Regions from separate parts of the Rattus norvegicus genome. Here region 2 is linked to region 1. The links are chromatin contacts, called in public Hi-C maps. All regions are on one chromosome and are shown on one strand. The core of a region is the stretch at or near the end of the contact, and the rest is flanking DNA. Distances in the headings are between cores, read along the strand shown.

Region 1 (5,594 bases), core at 1,298-3,797:
TGAGAGAACACTCCGCAGACTGAGGCACACCCTCTGGTATTCCTCATCTGCTTGGTATGAAGTAAGCTGTGTACTGAGACCAACGCGCATGCACACACACACACACACACACACACACATACATACACACACATACACACAGGCATACATTCACACACATGCATAGACACATACATACATATACACATGCACACACATACACACACATACGTTCATACACATACATTCATACACACATACATGCACACACATATATACATACATACACACGTACATACACAAACATACCTACACACACATACACACACACATATATATACACATATACATACACACACAACTACACACACATATATACACACATACACACACATACACGCACACACACACTGTTAATCACCATGACAACCTTATTCTAGAGTGAGGCAAAAAGTAGCCTGTGCTTCTGACCAAAGTGGCCAATTTCAGCCTCCCCCTCTGGAGTCACAGCCCCACGGCAAAGAAAGGGAACCCACAGTCTGCCTGCACGAGAGCCGTGGTGAGAGCCAGAGTTCACGGCTCATTTCCTCTCCATCAGAGCCCGCTGTAGGAGCTGCAGATACCAGTTCAAACAGCCCATCACCATGATCGGGAAAGCAGGGATCCCAGTTTTAAAGATAGGCAGCAGAAGATGAGGAGTGGGGTCACCTGCTCCCAGGCTCCCCGGCTTGTCAGCATCACTGTCCTGGGAACTAGCCATGTGCAACGATGCCTTCTGTAGGCCTTTACCTTCCACTGCTAGAAAAACACAAGTGTGTGGCCTCCTAGAGTTGGATCAGACAGGACACATGTGCAGATGCCCTAGCTGAGACGGGATCTTGAAAAGAAAGCTGGGGTTGGCGGTGGGGTGCAGCAAAGTGGGGAGACGTTGGTGTTTTAAACACTAGCGGGGTGTCTAACTTTTTGACACTGGTATGATGCTTTAGCATATAAGGGCCACATGCATAGCTATCCTGGGACACATGTAGCCATGGGCCACAGGTTGGACACATTTCAATATGCATTTATAAAACCTTATCCTCTCACTACCCCAGTGTGTGTGTGTGTGTGTGTGTGTCTGTATGTGAGTGTGTATATATATGCTAGGCATGGAACTCAGAGCCTTCTGCATGCTCTGCAAGCACTCACCACTGTGCTTCTCCTCCAGCTCTATACCTCGTGTGGCTTCTGGGACACCAGTCACATCTATTACTGTCTACCTCAAGTCCACAGCACTGTCCCCATTTCCCCAAGGAGAGACTGAAGCTCCAGGATGCAGAGTGGTGGAAGCCAGAGTGGAATCCAAGAGTGTTCTAACTCTGGCCTCAGTGCAAAGACCTGATCCAGAAGGCCAAGGATCCGTGGTCATGCCTAGGCACGCAACTGCCTGGTACAAGACACTCATATACACGCTTACACTGGACGGCCGCATCTCCATCCCTTCTTTCTGTTTCTACGTAGCCCAGGATGGCTTTGAACTCCTGCTCCTCCTGCTTCAGCCTTTGAATGCAAGGACTACAGCACACGCCATCACTCTAGATCTTGTGCTTTATCTGCTTGGCAGGGTTCCAAGAGGCCTGACAGGGGTTGAGGGGGTGGCCAGGCAAAGAAGTCAGGAAGTCAGGGCAGCTGGAAAGTTCAGTAAATTTTTTTCCCCATTTCATAGCCTGAAATGTCCTCTTTCTTTCCCACCATTGACCTCTAGTCACAAGAGGGGCCCAGGAGCCAGGGGTCACTCACCGCCATGACCAGCTCGAATGGATACTTGTATACCCGGACAGGAGACTGGTATTTCTGCACCATGTTCAAACTCAGAAACCACCCAGGCAGAGGGAACACAGAAGCTGGAAATAAAGAGTTTCTGGTGAGGCGTCAGTTCCCTTCATACGAAACATAGGCACTGCCTACCAGGTGTCAGGCAGCCCCAGCCCTCAAAGTAAGAAACTGATAGGATTATCAGCTAACCCAGACTAGGTACCCGTTCACTCCCCAGCACCCCAACATTCAGCCCTCAGAGCAAGCAACACTTCATGCGATCTCCCCATCCCCACTCTTTCAGAGGCACCCTCGATGCCACCCACTCAAGCAGGCACACGCATTTGCAATTCTTACATTCCCACGATTGTCCTCACACATTCTCCCCATGACTTGCCGCGGACATCCTGCCCTATGCCCACTCCCCAGCATTTTTGTTCCTGCCCTCCCTTTCATTTTCCTCCATGATACCCTGACACGTGCACCCTTCTGGAGGTTTCACTTGTACCCCACTCCCACACAGGACAGCCCTTGTACACGCAGCAGAGAACTTTGCACAGGCACTCAGCTCCCTGCAGCAACTCCCCACACGCACACTCAGGTGCACACAAGCGCGCACCCACACAAAGCTATTCAAACACGCATACATGCGCAGGCCCCGCTGCTCCGCTCACCCTCAGAACTGCTGGAGACACAGCGCAGTGCTCTGGCACCTGCTTGACCTGGGAGCTGAGCTCGCCAGATCCCCAGAAAGCGCCTTGTCCGGAGAGCAGAACCAGGAGCTCAATAACCTCAGTCTTGCCCCAGCCTCTTACACGTTCTTACATGAGCAGTGGCCTGGCAGGCAGAAGAGTGATCAGAGCAGTGACAGACGTGCCCGGCCTGGAGAGCTCCAGGACCCGGGACAGCGGGAGAGTCTGGCCTGGCCTGGCACCACCCCCACAAGATTATCTTGCTCCTTGATTGGTCTGGTCCCAACCCCGCCCCAGCCAGACTCTGCCCCCTGCCTTAAGCCTGTCTCTCACTTTTACTCATCCCTCACTTGGTCACGCCTTCAGCCTTACCCGTGCTCCCTATTGGCCACGACTCGAGAAGGCCCCACCCTTGTTGACCCCGTCCACATTCACCCAGAATCAACAAAGTCTCCGCCCCCAGCCCAATCTCCGCCCCCATGAGGACCCGGCCCCCCAGGACGCGCCCCCACCCACCTCATTCACTGGAACCTGCCCAGAGTTACACAGCGCGACTTCCCTATCCACAGCTACCTCGCCGAGTAACCTCTTCTTCAACCTACGGCACCTGAAACTTTTTGTTTTTTGGTTCGGTTTGTTTTGAGGCGGAATTCATACTGGAGACCAGTCACGGCTATACTACCTCAACCTCCGGAGTGTTGGAATTACAGATGTGAACCACCACGTCCTGCTGACCCCTAGCCTTGAGCTCATTCTCCACCTGATCTTTCCTCGAAGGCTGCAGTGGTCCAGCCCAAACCCTTCTGAATGCATTGTTTATTCACTCTTCACACCTTTACAGAGCGTCCACTAAAGGTCGGGCCCTCTGACATTAAATAAATAAATTAGGCAGGCTGGAGAGACAGCTCAGTAGATAGAAGCAGGTACTAGAGAGGAGCGGAGTTCAATTCCAAGCACCCAGGTCAAGCGGCTCACAACGTCCTGTAACCCCAGTTCCGGGGGGATCCAGCTATCTGACCTCAGCATGTACCAGTATTCAACATAAACATATACATAATTTAAAATAATAAATTTTAAAGCATAAATGAGATAATGCTTATTATTTGGTAAGGTAGGCATGGTGAAAGTGCCGAGATAGTCAGGAACAGGGTCACCCTTTTTTTTTTTTGCCCATTCTTCTAACTTCAGCAGCATCCAAACCCTGCCAGGTTTCCCAGGGTGCCCAGGGATCAGCTTCACTCCCATAAACCCTCCATTCTCTCAACTATCATTTCACCCTGCAAGAACAAAGGAAATGGCCCTGATATTGTTGCCGTCCATTCGTGGTGGCATCCCAGGTAAGATCTTATCCGGACGGCGCAGACAGCATGTTCTAAACGCATCTAGATTAAGTACAGAAATAGGAGGCGAAATTCCAAGTGTTGCCACAGGGTGGCAGCAAAAGATAACCCAAGTAGCCACGGGCTATTGTTCGGTCCTAAGCCTCAGATGTTTTATCCTTTCTTGATTCGTTGAGGGGACTTTAGTGGTCTCCCCCAGGATCAGCACAGTGACCCTAGCACCGCCATCTGGTGTTTTCCCAACACCATGGTTAAGTCACAATCCCCTCTGCTCCAAACCTTAGGGAAAATGTGACCAATCTAGGAGAAGTGTGAGTGACTTGTTGGATACAGAGAAGTCTGAGGAAAGAGGGGTGCATGTGGATGGACAGAGTTCTGTCCTGCCCCAGTGTGAGGGACACAAATTAATAATATCAACACACACACACACACACACACACACACACACACAGTCACACAACCTAGCACGGTTCTCATAATGAACCCCACTGTTTCATTTGTAGTCAGAGTTCCATACACTCTGCTAAAGCCTTTCAGATAAAAATGAACTTGGGGCTGGGGATTTAGCTCAGTGGTAAAGCGCTTACCTAGGAAGCACAAGGCCCTGGGTTTGGTCCCCAGCTCCGAAAAAAAGAACAAAAAAGAAAAATGAACTTAACCCCAAAACAGCTGCTGCTGTGAGGAAAGGGCTTGGGACTTGAGGGAGCTGGTGCAGGAGAACACTGTGGATGCGTTAAATACCACCAAACGTCCACAGTAAGTAGAGGGGCTGGAGAGACGGCTCGGGGGTTCAAGAGCACTGGCTGTTCTTCCAGAGGACCTGGGTTCAATGCCCAGCACCCACATAGCAACTCACAACTCTCTGTAGTTCCAGGGCCTCTGGGACCTTCACAGACGTGCAGGCAGGCCAATCACCAATGCACATAAAATAAATAAGTAAAATAAAACATAAACAAATTGGCATAAACAGTAAATGAGTGATGGGGGTGTGGGAAGATGGCTCGGTGGGTAACTTGCCAAGCAAGTGATTACTGGGGCGGGGCTCCTTGGTGTGCATGTGAGTGCCAGGCAGGTGTGGCCGCCACATGTGCAGAGGATGGCGATCCCTAGAGCAAGCTCAATAAAAGAATTGGTGAGTTTAGGATTCAAGGGTGATGCTACCTCAAAAGGTATAGTGGAGAGTGCTCAAAAAGACACCTAGCTGGGTGTGGCAGTGCATGCCATTAATCAGGAGGAAGAGGCAGGCAGATCTCTGAGTTTGAGGCCCGCCTAGTCTGCAGAGTGAGTTCCAGGAGAAACCTTGAGTCTTAGTTAGAGTTACTATTGCTATGGCGAAACACCATGACCTACAGCAAGTTGGGGAGGAAAGGGTTTCTTTGGCTTATACTTCCATATCACTGTCCACCGTCCAAGGAAATCAGCACAGAAACTAAAACAGGGCAGGAACCTGGAGGCAGGAGCTCATGCAGAGGCAACAGAGGGGTGTTGCTTACTGGCTTGTTCCTCATGGCTTGCTCAGCCTGCCTTCTTATAAAACCCAGGACCACTAGCCCAGGAACAGCATCACCCAGCACAGGCTGGGCCCTCCCCCACCAATCACTAACTAAGAAAATGCCTTACAGACTTGCCTACCGCCTGATCTAACAGAGGCATTTTCTTAATCAAGGTTCCCTCCTCTCAGACGACTTTGGCTTACGTTGAGTTGACATACAACTAGCCAGTAAACCCTGTCTCAAAAACAAAAAGGAAAAAGGAGGACACCTAGTCTCCTTATGCATTTGCACACTCA
Region 2 (5,594 bases), core at 1,412-3,911, 260 kb after region 1:
GTTGGGCAGCAGAGATCAACTGACAGAATAAAGGAGCCTGCAGACTAGAGGAAGCACCACACCTCCATTGACTAGCTCTGGGACATGTCTCAACTTACCTGACCCTCGGTAAGAGAAGGCTGGAAATGCCCTACTCTCCCTCTCTCTCTCTCTCTCACACTCTCTTGGCCCTGCACACAGGTCACATCACAGACTGCTAAAAAAAATCCAAAGTCTACCCTCCAGTCAAGCAAATGGTAGTTGAAAACAATGTTGTTTTCCTTCCCTGCCACTCCTGGGAAAAACAACCTAGGTGGGGTAACTTGGGAGCTGGGTGACCTATCCTTCTGTCAGCTCTACCTGTTCTGCCAGTGCAAGACTTGCACGGAGTAGCTGTTTCTGGGATAAGCAAGCCACTGAGGTGACTGGAAAAGGTAGGGGTGTGTGTGTGTGTGTGTTCCTACATCCATGAACAAAAGGTCCCCCAACCCAATACTCAGCTTCCTTTGCCAGAAAGATGCAGCTGGCTCACTGGATGCCTGTTCTTTTTTTTTAGCTCTAAATGTCGCCGGTTAAAGGATGAAATCTATCGTGAGCTCACTTAATTATAAAAATGAGGATCACACTCCCTAGAGTGGCCAACGCAGGATTCGAAAAAAGATGCATGCCAGGTCTTGAACACAGTAGTTCCAGGCCTTTTGCTAGGTCTGCCATGCTCATCCACCCCACACTGCACAGTGAGGAGAGTTCCCACAAAAGAGAGGAACATGAAGAAACAGCGGTCAAAAATGCCATCCAAGTCTGTCTGGCTACCAACCTACCCACCTTCCTTCAGGCTGTGTTACAGTCACCATGGCAACAGTGGAACCCGAGCTGCCTCTTACTGTGATTTCCTTGTGTGTTGGCTTTGCCTACAACAACACACAAGCTCCGTGCTTCCTAGAGATAAAGGCGCGTTCTCAGCAAGAGCAAAAAAAAAAAAAATATTTTGGTACTATTGCTTTGCAAAGAACAGTGCTGAGTGATCCCCCAAAAGGCAGCAAAGAGGCTGAAATCTTACTTCCCGTGAACAGATGGGAAAGATGCTTAAGAAAGAGAGACACGGGGTTGGGGATTTAGCTCAGTGGTAGAGCGCTTGCCTGGCAAGCTCAAGGCCCTGGGTTCGGTCCCCAGCTCCGAAAAAAAGAAAAAAAAAAAAAAAGAGAGAGAGAGAGAGAGACACTCATTTGTCCGGCTGCTACCCATAAACTAAACTCCCAGCTCTAAGAGTCCTCCCAGTCTCCCCACCCCCTTCCTTCCGTACAATCCTGCCCAGGGGCCGAATTTCAGTACTTGCCCACCTACTTCCCATCTTCTTGCAGCCACCCGATGTGACAGTCCTTAGGAGTGAGGGGCTAGGAAGAACACCCGCTATTCCCTAGGTATCAACTGCGCCCCACACCTTTATGGCCTCAGTGGTCCTAGCAGGGAACAAGCGATCAGGTGTATTAAAACGACGTCTAAGTAGCCCGCAGTCTGCTCCCGCGGCCTGCGCTTACTTCCTTGGGGCAGGATCAGTATAATGAATGCCCCATTTGCTCGAGTTTTCTGACCTAACGTCAAACCCCCGGTTGGTTCTATTCAGCAGGGGGTCAGGTCAAAGAAGCGGACGGCGAGGCCAGGGAGAGCAAAGAACCCAGCCAACGTCACTCAGCCGGGGAAAGAACGCCAACCTTCTTCCCCAGCTTCTGGGCGACTCTTCCGCTTCCGACCCGCCACTCTCCCACCCGCGACGTCAACCGGAAGCGGCATGTGCGGGGCTGTAAACACAGCCTGCAACACTCCACACCCTGCTCCGACCCCGCCCCCACGCCACGTGATGCTCCCGCCCCCGCCGCCGCCTCATTGGGCCGCCAGCTTTGTTTACCTTATATGGCCAGGTCCTAACACCCCGTGGCGGCCCATTGGTACAGTCGCGGCCTCATTCAGGTGACGTCACCGGGACAGAAAGATGCAAATAAACCGGGGCATTATGGGACTGGCAGTCGTGGCCGCTTTCGTACGTGCTCCCCGCGGTCCTGTAGACTGCAGGCTGCTGGAAGTTTTTCTTCTTTTGCGTGGGAAAGTGGAAGTCAAAAGGAAGGGGACTCCAAGGCTCCAGAGCAGGGGCTGTCTCTTTTTTTTTTTTCCTAGACGCTCTTCCTGCAGGACAGGCCAAGAGTCAGGCAAGGATGCTTTGCCTTGCGTGCTCTGGAAGGCTTCCAGGAGGTGGTGATTTCTAGCAGCACCTTGAAAGGCAGATGATCTGCTACACCGAACGTCTTCTAAGTCTGAGGACTTAAGGAGTCTTGCAGCCTAGGGCAGTGGAGTAGGACCAAAGCTTTCAGGGAGCCCCCTAAGAGTGTGCCTACTAATACTGTGATGCAAACCACAACAGAATACAGGACCCCCGGGACCCAGTGATATGGCAAGCTTGTGCTGTGGTCCCTGGTTCCCAATTTCACATCTCAGCCTGGGGTAGGGGCTGCACGCCCCACTGAGATCAGCCAGGAAGAGGGCGTCCACGCTCCTCCCCGGTCCATTCGGCGGGGGCGTCGCGGACTACACATCCCAGCATGCTTCGCCGGCCGCCGGGTAGCAAGGCGCGGTGAGTCAGAGCGCACAGTAAATATTTGTATTAGCCGGGGCCGGCTCGCTAATGGTGGACGCGTGAGGCTAGCGCGCAGGGAGGCCGGAGCGGGCTGCGCGGCGGCGCCATGTCCGTGAACATGGACGAGCTCAAACACCAGGTCATGATCAACCAGTTCGTGCTGACGGCGGGCTGTGCGGCCGACCAGGCGAAGCAACTGCTGCAGGCGGCCCACTGGCAGTTCGAGGTGCGTAAGGGAACCAGGGACGGGCGCGGGCGGTGTGGACACGTGCCGGGGTGCGGGCTGCGGGTTTCACTGATCGCCAGGCCCGAGTCCCGGAAACCCAGCGATCTGGACCGGACACTTCCCCCCCACCCTCGGTCTCGGTAACGGCTGAGGACGAAACAGCGGCCGCCTGTAAGATGCCCAGGGCCTGGCCGGAGGCGGAGTCGCTCGGAGTGAGCGGTCCTGGGGTCCGTGTGCCCGGTGGGCGGCTTTCGGCGTGTGCGCACACGTACATGTGGATTTGTATTTACGCACGCACCGCGCTTGGGCGTCAGCAGGGCACATCGAAGGTTGTGGGCATGTGGGCGCGTGTGCGGACTCGAAGCCTGGCCCGAGTGCGTGTCTGATGTAGGATACCCTTGTGTCGTGTTTGTGTGCAGCGTGTACATAGGTGGTGGTTTGCTGATGGTGGCCATGCTGGGTATGGTGTGGCGTGTGTACACACACGGCATGGAGTGTATGGGTGGTGTGCAGGATCCTAAGAGCAAATTACGAGAATCTATATATGTGTAGCCCACTCCAATGGTGTCACTGGGGCAAGATCCTTATGAAGGCCTGGGTATCCTCGGGCCTGACAAAGGAACCTGTGTCTTTGGGGTGATGTACTATATGGTTCACTAATTTTAGGGCATTTTAGACAGACGATGGGAATGTCAGTCTGGCCCCCACCTACTCCCAGGTTTCTCTTGACCGGTAGAATAATGTGCCCAGTCTTTTGAGTTACTGGGATGCCTGTTTTCCTCTAACTCAAAACTCCACATTCACTCCTTGTGGGCATTTTAAGATGAGGCTAGAGGACTTGGAGCTGTGTCCCTTACAGGTGTGAGTCACAGCGAGAGCCAGTCTAGTAATCTGTGCCCAGTTGGAGACCCCAGAGCCTGGTTTCCCAATGGGAGCCGTCCCATTTTCTCTAGGAAGAGTCAGGAAGTGGAGACCGAGGCTTTGCTTCCTGGTGCAGGATCAGACCTCCCGAGCCCAGGAACACAGTAGCCCCTCCAGCTCTGTAAACCCAAGCCTTTGCTCTCTTTGCCTAGTCCCTGCTAGACTTCCAAGCCAATGCCCCGACACAGGAGAGGGGAGACATTCTTTCTTAGCCTCAGTTTCCCTACCCCTGGAGGTAGCAGTGTTTGTCAGGCTCTACGGTCTGAATGCTCTGCCCTCTAACCCCTCCCCCCTGCAGCTCCACCCCAGGAGCTCTGCAACAGTCTTAATCTGCCCTGTTGTCTCTGGGGTTGGATGTGGTAAAACTTGTAAAACCACATTCATGGCAGTTGCTGGAGCCCAGTGGCTGTGCTTGCAGGTCCTTGCCTGAGGCTGGGCAGGCAGGTGTCTCGTGGGAAATGGGTTGTGTGGAAGACTCAGCCCATCAGTGTGGGACAGGCTGGACGGAATGGACTGAAATATATGGCTACCAAGATTAGGGAAAACTGTCCTAGGAGGAGCAGGGACTTCCTGCAGCCTGGAAACAGACTGACATGGGTAGGTTCTCTGCCCTCTGGGCTTGCAGTCTCTCCTTGTCACTGTGCACAAAATGAGGAGTGGGCTGTGAGCTCCCCTTGACCTGAGGCATCTACCTAGGAGTGAGGGGTTCCTCATGGTTAGCCCTCCCCCACCCTCCTGCCAGAACCAGGCAGTGTTTCTGGGTCACATTCTCAGATTCAGGTGCTAATGGGGGCAGAGGCTGGGGGTGGGGGCCCCTGTCCATGGAGAACTCACAGTGCCCTTTGGAGGACAGTACCATGTGTATCATGTTGGGGTCCTAGGCTAGAGCAGCAGCTGCCCCTGCCAGGGGGTCTTGAGTGACACAGGTTCATCCCCACTCCGCTGTTTGGGAACCTTGGTGTAGGGTGTCTCCAGCAGGGTATGCCCAGAATAATTCATTTGAATATATTTGAAGAGAAAAAAAAAAAGAGCAAGCCCAGTAGTCAGACTGGGTTTCTGGTGTGAAGTCAGAAGGGCTCAAAGTCCTGGTGGCTTTCCTGGACTCCCCCTGGCTCTTGGTTAGGTAGAGGAGTGGTTAGAGGCTGGAGTTTAGCAGGCTCCAGAGGACCCCTCACCCACTTGACAGCTGTCCTCACCCAGCACTTTCACAACAGCATCCAGTTTCCTCTTGTCCTGAATCGGGCCAAGGCAGGACATGGTCAATACAGACACTATCCTTTGGGTTCCCTGAGGCCACCTTCCCTAGTGACAATGCTTTTCACCCTGAGTCCTCTTTCACCACACTCTTTGGCCAGTCCTGAGTATTTGCCTAGAGTCCCAGTCCAGGGTTCTGTTACTGTTCTCACCTCATGCTGGCCAAGGGTCTTAAGTCACTCATCCTCAGTTCTCCTTCTGTAAGAGGGAGGACACCAATTCCAGCCTCTCGGTTTGATGGTGTGTCCTTGCTTTGATAGAGCTGTGCTTGGTGAGGCTGTAGCTTGGAACAACAGGTAGTTAGGGAGTTGTCCCATAAGCTGTCAGGGGAGCAGTCTTCAGTTTTGTTAGGGGTTCAGTTTCTGGGTCACCCTTAGCTGTCCATGTTAGGGACATCCCTCCAGAGACAGAAGTTATGCTAAGAAGTTTCTACCCTCTCCACCGAGACTCACTCTTTGAGAGTCCCCTGGTTCATATGTGATACAGAGACTCAGAGAAGAGTGGAGATTTGTGCTCCCCTCCCCCCACTGAGGTGAAAGACCCAGGCCACAATAGAGTCCAGAAAAGCCACAGTGACAATGCTAG

Evidence for each region. A called contact is a pair of places that touch in the nucleus more often than the background predicts.
Region 2: a Hi-C map of mammary epithelial cells shows a contact between it and region 1, with 3 times the contacts expected there. The contact joins the promoter of Ubald1 here to the promoter of Sec14l5 in region 1. A contact is called at or near these places in 8 of 12 Hi-C or Micro-C datasets (the A7r5 cell line, frontal cortex, kidney and 4 more) and 1 of 1 datasets of contacts at active chromatin or transcription factors (oligodendrocytes).

Annotation. Positions count from the first base shown.
Region 1 is chr10:10,939,839-10,945,432 of GRCr8, forward strand. It overlaps Sec14l5 (SEC14-like lipid binding 5), which reads right to left and starts at 2,548. Exons shown (of 16, transcript NM_001135710.2): 1 at 2,448-2,548; 2 at 1,759-1,862. The coding sequence starts at 1,821.
Region 2 is chr10:11,199,536-11,205,129 of GRCr8, forward strand. It overlaps Ubald1 (UBA-like domain containing 1), which reads left to right and starts at 2,662. Exons shown (of 3, transcript NM_001007668.1): 1 at 2,662-2,834. The coding sequence starts at 2,715.